Regions from separate parts of the Macaca mulatta genome. Here region 2 is linked to region 1. The links are chromatin contacts, called in public Hi-C maps. All regions are on one chromosome and are shown on one strand. The core of a region is the stretch at or near the end of the contact, and the rest is flanking DNA. Distances in the headings are between cores, read along the strand shown.

Region 1 (5,865 bases), core at 2,965-5,464:
CTCCTGGGATCAAGCTGTCGTCTCACTTTAGCCCCCTGAGTAGCTGGGATTACAGGCATGTGACACCATGCCTGGGCTCCTGTCATCATTTCTTTATGTCTCTTTTCTATATTTTTTTTCTTTTACATAGTGGATATCGAATTTTATATTACAATTTTGTGGGCTGATTTTTCCACTTAATATTCTAGCATTGGGCTGGGCATGGTGGCTCACGCCTCTAATCCCAGCACTTTGGGAGGCCAAGGCGGGTGGATCATTTGAGGTCAGGAGTTCGAGACCAGCCTGGCCAACATGGTGAGACCCCCCCCCCATCTCCACTAAAAATATAAAAATTAGCTGGGTGTAGTGACGCGCTCCTGTAATCCCAGCTATCAAGAGGCTGAGGCAGGAGAATCGCTTAAACCTGGGAGACGGAGGCTGAAATGAGCTGAGATTGTGCCACTGCGCTCCATCCTGGGTGACAGAGTGAAATTCGTCTCAAAAAATTAAAGTAATAATAATAAATATTCTAGCATTAGTATCATCTCATCTCATCTCATCTCATCAGAACTCTTCAAACTATTTCTATGAACTGCAGCTCAATTAGAAGTGGTCTCTGATTTTCATCAGCTTCTCCCTGGGCTCCATGACACTGGCCCGGAGTGACTCATTGCTCCGGTTGCTTGAGAGAGCTCCTTTGCCAACAGGCCTCCAAGTCAGGGCTGGGATTTGTTTCCTTTCCACATTCTAGCAACAATATGCTGGCCGCTTCCTGAACAGGGAGGGTGGGAGGAGCCAGCATGGAACAAGCTGCCACTTTCCAGAGTAGCCAGACTTGCCCCTAGGCCTGTCAGCACCTACTGCTGACCTTCTGTGCCTGCAGGATGGAATGTAGGGGTGGGCTGTGTGACTCTATGGTACAAAGTGGTCCAGGTTCCTGGAGGCCACACTCTGGGGCTGCCAGCCAAAGGGTGCCCTTAAGTTGGAGCATAGGTGACTTCCTGAACAGAGCTGGCACTGGGGAGAGGGTACTGGGGGTCCTTCCTCTTCTAACAGGCCCCTGTTTTGTCTCAATGACAGTATTGCTACACCTGTGGGTTATGACAAAAAAAAATGCCAGAGAATCTTCAAGAAGGAGGACTGCAAGTATATTGTGGTGGAGAAGAAGAACCCAAAAAAGACCTGTCCTATCGATCAATGGATACTCTAATGTGCTTCTAGTAGGCACAGGGCTCCCAGGCCAGGCGTCATTCTCCTCTGGTCTATGATTGTGTAGCCATGCCTATCAGTAAAAAGATTTTTGAGCAAACACTTGAATATGTGTGTACTTTTAATTTATAACTTGTGTATGCATTGATTTAATACACATTATAAAGAATATAAAACATTTTAAAAGAGAGACAAAAATACACATGAATGTCCAGGCACAGTGGCTCATGCATATAATCCCAGCACTTTGGGAGGCCGAGGCAGATGGATCATTTGAGGTCAGGAGATCGAGACCAGCCTGGCCAACATAGTGAAACGCCATCTCCACTAAAAATACAAAATTAGCCGGGCATGCTGGCAGGCACCTGTAGTCCCAGCTACTCGGAAGGCTGAGGCGGGAGAATCACTTGAACTTGGGAGGCGGCGGTTGCAGTGAGCCAAGATCACATCAGTGCTCGCCAGCCTGGGTGACAGAGTGAGACTCCGTCTCAAAACACAAGCAACCAACAAAAAAACCCAAACCCAAACAAAACAAAACAAAATAAATATGAATAAAAGTTCTATTTTTCCTAAGCTCTATAATAGGTCATTGTGCATCCCTTACTTGGGGGACCACTGCCACTCTTACTGTTTCTGATGTCTGCATTCTGCTGCCCGTGTCCTGCTGTCTGGTGAATGATGAAAAAAATGTGTGTCTTCAAGCTGGAATTAGATCCCTTCTTTTCTTTACAGTGTTCCTGTTTATCCCTCCTTCCTCTTCATCAGGAAGTATCTTCTGTGATGTGTCCCCCACATTCCTCTGTGTTTGCTTGAGGTCAAAGCAGCTTAGAACAAGACAGCCTGAAGAAAGTGCCCCCAAGACCACATGCAGCCCGAGGGGAATTAAAGGCCAGAGGCTCTGCCTTGCAGATAGAGCGTGGCCTGGGTGCAAGGCCACGCTCTGCCTTGCAGATAGAGCGTGGCCTGGGTGCAAGGCCCCAGTATCAGTTATCTCTTGCTACACACAGACCACCCAAAACTTAGTGGCTCAAAACAATGACAACATCGATTCTCTTTTGATTGTTTCTGTGTTAGAAAACATCTGTTAACTCAACAGGTCTGTACTGAGCACCTGGGTCAGGCAGTGCTCTGGACCTGGGGATAAAGCAGTGAACCAGAGAGATCTCAGGAGAGAACCTTGCTCTCCTGGGGCTTGGAGTTAGCTGTGTGTACGTGACAGATCAGAAATGAGCAAACAGTCATCTGTTGAACAATCGGTGGGCAACTGATAAAAAGCTTTATTTTCCCCTGTCCCCTATCTGTTCAAACATGCTATGTGGGCCAGTTGAGCAATCTAGACAGGTCCCTAAGCTTTCTTGGTCACCTTCGGATAGTTTAAAAAAGTGGTCTGAGTTACATTTTGAGTTACACAAAGTCTCATTCCAGGGGCTGCATCTGAATTGAGAGGCAATGGGGGACAGGAGAGTTAAGGGCTCCTTCTGCCTGAGGTAATGTTCTAGGCTGACTTTTCATGGGACTTTTGTGGGCCTCTCTTTCCACAGCTCTCCTTCCACTCACAGCCTATGGCTGTTATCTTAGCTTCTGCATCAGAATCTGTGTCTCCTGTTGTTTTCTAATGAGGTTGCCTTGCCCCTTGTAGGAGTCACTCTTGGGTGAGATCCATAAAACCCTGCTATGAACATCTCCTTTGCTGAGGAATGTGGGGAAGCAGTTGGCAACTGAGTATGGAGGACCTCTGTCAAAACTGAGGCAGAAAGAAGTGCTATTTTAACATCTGGTCACAAGTAAATAATGTGGGTTATTATCCGGGCTGTAAACTGGACGTGGTGGCTTATGCTTGTAATCCCAGGTGACGTGGGAGGATCGCTTGTGCCTAGGAGTTCGAGTAACTCAGTCTGGTAACACAGTCTGGTAACACAGCAATACCCTGTCTCTACAAAAAAAAAAATTTTAAACCAGGCATCATGGTGCACGTTGGTAATCCCAGCTACTCAGCAAGTTGAGGCAGGAGAATCGCTTGAACCCAGGAGGCAGAAGCTGCAGCGAGCCGAGATTGCACCACTGCACTCCAGCCTGGGCGACAGCGTCAGACCCTGTCTCAAAGAAAAAAGAAAAGAAATAAAGAATCTGGGTTCTGACATTTATTTATTTACTCAATGTATTTTTTTTTTTTTTTTTTTTTTTTTTTTTTGTCGCCCGGGCTGGTTTTTTGTATTTTTTAGTGGAGATGGGGTTTCACCATGTTAGCCAGGATGGTCTCGATCTCCTGACTTCGTGATCCGACCGTCTCGGCCTCCCAAAGTGCTGGGATTACAGGCTTGAGCCACCGCGCCCGGCCCATTTTTTTCTTTTCTTTTCTTTTTTTTTTTTTTTTTTGAGACCCAGCGTTGCTCTGTCGCCCAGGCAGTGTAGTGGCGCGATCTCGGCTCACTGCAATCTCCCCCTTCCGAGTTCAAGCAATTCCGCCTCAGCCTCCCGAGCAGCAGGGACTACACGCGCGCGCCACCACGCCCGGCTAATTTTTTTGTATTTTTAGTAGAGAAGGAGTTTCGCCGTGTGAGTCAGGATGGTCTCTATCTTCCGACCTCGTGATTCGCCCGCCTCGGGTTCCCAACGTGCTGGGATTATAGGCATGAGCCACCGCGCCCGGCCTATTTACTTTAGAAAAACAAATGTTGCAAAGGTGGAATCATACAACATATGGCCTTTTGTGTCTTATGATATTCATTTTTGCATCTGAACGTTCAAGTTAAATAATATCTACCTTGTGAGGGCATTTGAATCACTTAGAATGGTCCTCGGCACAAAACTTGCCTTCAAAAAATATTTGCTTCATTTAATTTCGATTTATTCACGAAGGGCTAAAGGACGTTGTGCAAGGGCTGGGAGAAAGTGTGCGCCTGCGCTCTGCGCCTTCTAGAGGGCAGTCAAGGGGGCTGGGAGAAAGTGTGCGCCTGCGCTTTGCGCCTTCTAGAGGGCAGTCAAGGGCTTCTGCCTGACCCAAGGGGAGATCTCGCGAGACTTTCAGACCTCTGGCAAGAGGCGTGAGAGGAAGATTGCGTTGTCGCGAGAACTCTGCCTTTTGGGACCTAGGTTAGTGTGGGGCCGTGTCTCAGTCCACCCAAGGTCTCCTCGGATCGCGCGGAGAGGCACTCGGACCTGGTAAGAACGCCGTGGGCCGGGTGGAGGCTGGATGATCGCTGGCCCCGGGCTTGTCCGTCCCCTTCCCGACCTGACCGACACCGGGCCCGGCCTGCCTTCTCCTCCCCTTCCCTCCACACGCCAGGCCCAGGCACCTCTTCCTGCCTGCCCGCCGGTCCCGGCCTGCCTTCTCCCCTTCCCTCCACACGCCGGGCCCGGGCCTGCCTTCTCCCCTTCCCGCTACACGCCGGGCTCCGGGCCTGCCTTTTCCTCCCCGACCCTCCTCATTCCCGGCCCAGAAACCTCCTGCTCCCCGCCGGCCTTCCCCTGGCTTTAGGTGTGACAGCTCCAAGTTTCCTATTTCTCTCGCCTCTTGCCTGGATCTGGGGCGTGGCAAGGTCTGTTTTGCCGAACCAGCCCAGAACACAATCCATTTCTAGCTTGTCAGGTGGAAATACAAATAAGATATTGGGGTTTTTTTTTGTTTTTGTTTTTTTTTTTTTGGCCCTCTGTGTGCTAAACACATACCGTCACATTTAGTTCTCCCAATAATCCCGAAAAGTAGCTTGATTATCTCTGTTTTACAGATGAGAAGAGTGAGGCTTGCTCATTCATTGGTTCATCCACCAACAATCATTTATTTGGTGCCTGTATGTTCAGGATGTTGAGGATAGCAATGAAGAAAATGGACACACTCCTAATTCTCATGGAACTAAATTCTCGTGTTGGGAACAACAATAATCATAAGCTTACGTGGCACGGGATTTAATGTGGAATGATGCCATCAAGAATGGCAGAAGTAGAATGACAGAAGTCAGAGTGCTAGAATTTATCTGAACCCACAGGCAGAGCTTTTTTCCTTTTAACTGTGCCTTTTTGTGTCTATCTAATCAGGGTCGGGTTCACCATAGTAACTGCCTTTTGGATGGACTTAGCTTTCCACCACGCACTTGGTAATTTGGAACTAAGTTTACAGAGACTCTTGAGTTACTTATTGGAATGAGGATGGCACAGGAAGTCATAGTTGGCCCATTTCTGTACTGAGATCCTACTGTGACATTTCCAGACTTTAAAGTACATGAGACCGTTTGAGAAAGGCTTACCCTAATGATGCAATGGAGGGAGATTCATTTGCTGCCTTGTGGCTTAGGCAATTTACTTGGTTTTCTCATTTGAAGATTTGCTAGCTTGCAGATTTGTTCAGATAAGTAAATGAGATAATGGGGGGTCCAGCACAATAACATTCCTTTCACTTTCTCCTTCCCTCCCTTCCAGGGAGCCTTTGTCCTTGGGTCTCTGAGGAAAATCCTACTCTTGGAAAGTTTTGTGATACTTTTTATCTAAATAAATCTCTACAATCACATTATTACCTTTGTGCAAACAGGCATTTCGGAAATAGAAAAAACACGTTGAGCTATTGAAGGAAAGGAAGATGTCCTTCTCAAAGGCGGAGAAGGTATTTTAGAACTACATGATACCCCTGACCCCTGTTTTTATTAAATCAGCATAGCTGTGCCAGAATCTCAGGAGCCCGTG
Region 2 (5,350 bases), core at 1,372-3,871, 410 kb after region 1:
GACCCACGTTGCGGAGCAGCAGCAAAACGGGAGCATAGAGCAGGTTGGCCAGACCCATGCCAAGGCTGAGCTGCTCAAAGCCCAGAGAGTGCACAATGTGGCCCGCCACTATGGGCCCGAGCGCGTAGGCCACAGAATAGGAGATGTCGGCGATGGCATAGACGCTGCCATACACTGAGACGTGGCGCACGTCCACCAAGAAGGCGAGCGTGGGCAGCAGTGCTGTGTCGACTAGGGCTATGCCAAAACAGAGGCCGCAGAGCGAGACCACTAGCGGCGCGAAGGAGCGGCAGGCGGGCACGATGCACGAGCTGGCGCCGATCACAGCCAGCCCTAGCGCGCCATACAACCACTGCAGGTGTGGGTAGCGCGCCGCCAGGCGCACGGTGAGGTAGACGCCCAGCACATGAGGCACGAAGGCCGGCAGCCAGGCCATGCCCATCTCCCACTCGGAAGCCGCCATCGTATGCTTCATCCACGTGGCAATGGTGGGCTCTAGGAAGGCGAGGGGAATATTACAGGTGGTGAGCGCACCGGCCACCACGGCAATGTAGGGGTCCAGCATGAGGCGGTGGATGGGAGTGCCCACTGGCAGGTTGGCCCGAGCCCGTGCAGCCGCTGAGAAGGGTTTGGCCACCGCCAGCAGCAACAATGCGTCAAAGAACGACACAGCAGCTAGCACCAAGAAGGGCACGCGCTTGCCGGCGAACTCGTAGAGAATACCCCCGAAGGGCGGGGCCACCAGGCTTCCGAAGCTAATGAAGGCCAGAGCCACGCCCAGGGCACGACTGCGCTCCGGCTCCTCCGGGTACTTGTCGGCGATCATGGCTATGCCAGACGTGTCAGCGAAGGCTGAGCCTAGGCCCTGCAGGCTGCGCGCGGCGAACAGCGTGGCGTAGTCCTCGGCGAAGGCGAACATGACCGTAGAGGCGAACATGACGCCCAGGCCGATGAGCAGCGGCACGTCGTAGCTCATGCGGTCGATGAAGGGCCCGCTCAAGGGGTTCACTAGCAGCTGCAGGATGGCCTTGGAAGCAAACAGCACCCCGATCTTCACGTCTTCGCTCTCCGTAGGGTAGCGGGGCCGAAGGGCTGAGCCCGCTGGCCGCGCAGCCGTCGGGGACGCCGAGGTGTTGGCCGCGTAGGCGCTGGCATTGGCCGGAGTGGGCAGCGGCGGGGTGGGCTCCCACACCTCGGGGGTCCGGGTGGGGCCCTCTCCGCCCCCGCGCATGTGGGCGATGTAGTCGGGCACGATGGGCACGATGACCATGTACAGCATGTTGTCCAGTAACAGAGCCACGCACACGATGACCAGCAGCAGGCGCCTCTGCCGCCGGGGCTCCCGCAGCGCCGAGCCCACCGCCTCCGACAGCTTGGTGGCCGCCGCCCGGGCCTGGCCCGCAGGTTCCGCGGGTTCCATGCCCCCACCCCGATGCTCTTCCGAGGACGCCTCCGCCAGGGCCGAGCGCTGGCGTCCCGCAGTGCAGAGGCGAGGGCACGGTACTTCGGGGAGGCGGTCCTGGCCGAGCAGACCCCCCGTGCCTCAGGTGGCCGCGGGGCTCATGGCCCAGCGTCCCGGCAAAGGAAAGGACTCCGTCCGGCTAGGCGTTGCCGCTGCTCTTAGCGGTTCCCGGGACCCGCGGCTGCTGGGCTCAGGGGCGGCCGGGAAGGCGGGCGCGACGAGGGGCCGGGGCCGGAGACTGGGCGCACTGTGCCCTGAGCGCGCCTAGAGCAGCCCCCACCGCGCTGAGAGGCCGCCCGCGCTGGCAGAGGGGCATGCTGTTGCCGCCCGCCCGGTTGCCCGCCCGTTAGCCCCGCCGCCGCGCTCCCCTCCCCTCGCGTCGGCTCTTGCCTCCTCCGCCGCCTCCTCTTTTTTTTTTCCCTTCCACTCGGGGCTGTGACGCGGCGAGTCCCAGCCCCCGAGTGGTGCCCGGGCCACTTGCGTCGCTCATGCTAATGCGACGTCGGCGGGGCGGGGGCCGGGGGCGGGGCGTGGCAGGACAGGGGTCCGCTCCCCAGATGCTCCAGGGCTGAAGGCCCAGGAAGGGGTCTCGGTGCGGAAGTCCTGAACCAGCCCCTGGGATGGGTGTTCCGCGCCCGGAGCCGACCCTCTGCCCTCCCCCTGCCCGCCCCCCGCCCGCGGTTCTAGGACCCGCGGGGTCAGCGCCCACTCTTCTCCTCCTGGGGAGGGAGGCGCGGCAGCCTGTTCCTCGCGGCCCCTCGAGAGAGGCGGGAGCCGGAGGCTCGCGATCTCCGCCTCAGCCTGGACCTCGGCGCACAGCGGGCAGGAAGCCCCCGAGGTGAGCCGCCGCTGCGTCCATCTGTTCTCGCAGCTGGATTGTGGAGCGGCATCCGGACGAGCGCTGGACACGGACACCCCCAACCCTTTCTCCGACTCCGCCCCCTGGCCCCTTGCACACACACCCCGCCGGGAGGGGAGGGGAAGGCTCAGCAACTGCCTGACCTGGCTCTGACCCACCGGCCCCTCCGCAGAATTTCTCTGCAGCGAATCCCGGCCGGGAGCTTGTGGGGACTGAGGGCAGAAGTTGCCTCGCCCCCACCCGGGGTCGCGAATATCAGCTTGGCCGCTGCCGCCCTCTCGCACTGCCTGGCCACACTCCCCCTGCGTGGAATCCCCCTTTCCGCTTTAGCGGTCGGGTCCCCCAGCTCCGCCTCTTCTCTCCCCGCCACCGCACCCCCTCCCCACTCTAGCTCCTCCCAGGCACTCTTCGCACCCGACCGAGCCCTCCCTCGGCTCCTGCCAGCCTCCGCCCCCTGTTCTGCACACTCCCCATCCCTCCTTTTCCAGAGCCTCCTCCAAGCCCCGGGTGGGCTCTGGAGTGACTGTGGCTGGGGTCCTCTCTTGGAACTGTAAGAAACCCTTCTTGGGTGCCGCGCCCACTCCCCGGAGAGCGCCCAGCCACTTCGCTGTCGTCAGAGGCTCCAGGGAGACTCACCTTCCTTCTGGGAGGGCCGCACCCCTTGAGGCACCCGTGCTCAGCTGGCAGGACGAGCTGCCCAGGCTGTGCGCTGGGCCTGACGCGTCCCCAGAGCGGCGTTGACCCTGGATGGCACATGGAGGCCGTGTTCCAGTGGGCGGACTGGCGGGAGAGAGGCTCCAGGGTGGTTGAGGTTGGAGGTGGGGGTTGTGTTGTTGAGATTACAGTTTGCCTCTCTCTTCCAGAGTCAGAGGGGAGCCTTCTCATTTTTCTGGCCTCAAAAGCAAAGCAGCATTAGACGCAGATGCTTCTCCCATCGTGCCCCCCACCCCGCAGGAAGTGCCGCCATGCAGTGCAAAGAGTGTGGGCTTTCGAGGCAGACAACCAGGATGGCTCCCAGCTCTGTCATGTACTCATTAGAGTACCTGCAGGGAATTACTTTGCCTCTCTGTCCCTCAGTTACTTTCTTTGTAAAATGGAGTAATAATAGTACTTACTGCTAAGGTGGCCAGTCACACAGTTAAGAGCAGTATAAGGACTTCATATGTTGTTGTAGTGTGTAGAATATGCGGTTTATCCTCATTTTTCAGTTGTGGGTCTTGTGAAGAACAGATGAAAGACACGGCGGGGAGGGGCACTTGGCTAGCTGGCTGATCCCTCTGGTTAGGTGGGCATTGTGATTCCAGGCTCTGTCTGGGTTGGTGGAGGACCCAGAAGACATTGGAGTGTCTCCAGCTGTCCCTGAGATGGCTGTGGGATGAAGGGATGGGGACCACTGTGTCAGGGTGAGAGGGGGCAGCCTGGTCACCTGTTGCTCAATCCCTCCACCCACCCAGTCACCCTGGGAAAGGAGGAGAAACTCATCCACTGAAGGGCTGCTAGCACCTGCTCTGCAGTGGCTGAAGTGCCCGCTGTCTGAGGGAGGAAAAGAGTCCCAGTGTGGGCACAGGCCTGGCCCTGGATGACCTTGGACAAGTCACAGCCCCTCAGTGGGGCCCAGCCTCAGCCTCCGCCTGGTTCAGGTTGAGGTGAGAGCCCACTCACTGCAGCCCTTAGCAGAAGTGTGTGCTGCAGAAGGGCTCTTTGGGGGTGGGCTAATTATTTTAAATTTTATTTGATAGCCTTTAGTCAGTACATGCACACTCTCCAGCGCATCCTAGTCTCGCCCCAGCTGACTTCACACACTTATGCCACTTGCTGGTTCTCTATTCATTTGAGTTTGAGACCTCTGGGCTCTTCTGACTCTCCCATTATGAGGCTCTTAAAGGGGCAGTCTCCCAGCCTACAAAACAATTATTATTTATGCACATGCTGTTTTCCCTGTCTGATTAAAGAGAGGAAGACTTGAAGGATACCTTTTTTTTTTTTTTTTTTTTTTTAATGTCTAGTGGCTGAAGAACAGAGGAATCTTAGAGGAGAGAAATTTTCCCAGGGTCTTCAAGGTGCAGACCACATCTCCAGCCCTCTGGCCCACATGGCTGTTCCTGAGCATGAAGCCAAGTTGTCTCAGGGCTTATGACTAGCTCTCCAGTCCTCAGTTCCTGTGTGGCAGGAGGCACACTCATTTACTACTTGCTTTGTGCCAGGAATATTATGTGTGCTGTTTACTCCATTCTCCCACAATCCTGGTGCAGTGTAGGTGCTATTCCTCTGGTCTTACCAGGTGAGGAAGCTGGGCATGGAGATGCTGGGTTGCTTGGTCAAGCTCCCAGCAACAGATCCTGGAATTAAACCCAGGCTGGGGGACCTGTTTTGTGGTCCTTACACTACTTCCCTATTCCCAGCACTGCGTTGTGCTCCTGCTGCTCCATCTCCAAGGTGGCCGCACGCTGACAGTGTAGGGGTGAGGGGCAGATGAAGATCCATGGGAGGAGGAAGGTCCTGGGCTGGCTCCCTAAGGAGGCTCCAAAGACACTAAACTCCCTCATTCTCTAACTTCCAGATCAGAGGGCAGCCCCCCACCACCCCAATCCATCATGGCTCCAAATACTGGGGTGCCCGTGTTGCAGGGAGGCGAGAGGCCCCTGCAGCAAAAGGCTACGGAGGGTCTGAGCCGAGATACGAGCTGGCAAAAGCCTCCTCTCCCGGCCAGCTGCGGGGAGCTGTCCAGGGTTCTGGCCCCGGCCCCACTGCAACCAAGAAGCCTCACACGGAGACCCCGCCCCTCTGGCGTCCCCTTCATTCGAACGCTTGGTAAATTCCTTTCCCGACTCCTCTATCTGAGCATAACTTGCAGGCAACAGAGAACTTCCCATCCAATCCTGTAGGAGAAAATGGAAGCATTTTTCTCTCCTTTCTCAACCAGAAATAGCAGTTGTTAGGGCAGCATTCATATCTGGTGCTCAGTGAAAGTTGAATGAGCAGAGGAAGGAAAGAACGTGTTTACTAGACACACAGAAGAGCTTATAAGG

What was found. A called contact is a pair of places that touch in the nucleus more often than the background predicts.
Region 2: a Hi-C map of fetal cortex germinal zone shows a contact between it and region 1, with 3 times the contacts expected there. The contact joins the promoter of SLC18A3 here to the promoter of NCOA4 in region 1. A contact is called at or near these places in 2 of 14 Hi-C or Micro-C datasets (cortical neurons and fetal cortex germinal zone).

The regions. Positions count from the first base shown.
Region 1 is chr9:59,163,590-59,169,454 of T2T-MMU8v2.0, forward strand. It overlaps NCOA4 (nuclear receptor coactivator 4), which reads left to right and starts at 4,215. Exons shown (of 9, transcript XM_077946368.1): 1 at 4,215-4,350. MSMB (microseminoprotein beta) reads left to right here. Exons shown (of 4, transcript NM_001047131.1): 4 at 1,060-1,295. The coding sequence ends at 1,189.
Region 2 is chr9:59,579,237-59,584,586 of T2T-MMU8v2.0, forward strand. SLC18A3 (solute carrier family 18 member A3) reads right to left here and starts at 2,622. Exons shown (of 1, transcript XM_001107292.4): 1 at 1-2,622. The coding sequence starts at 1,420.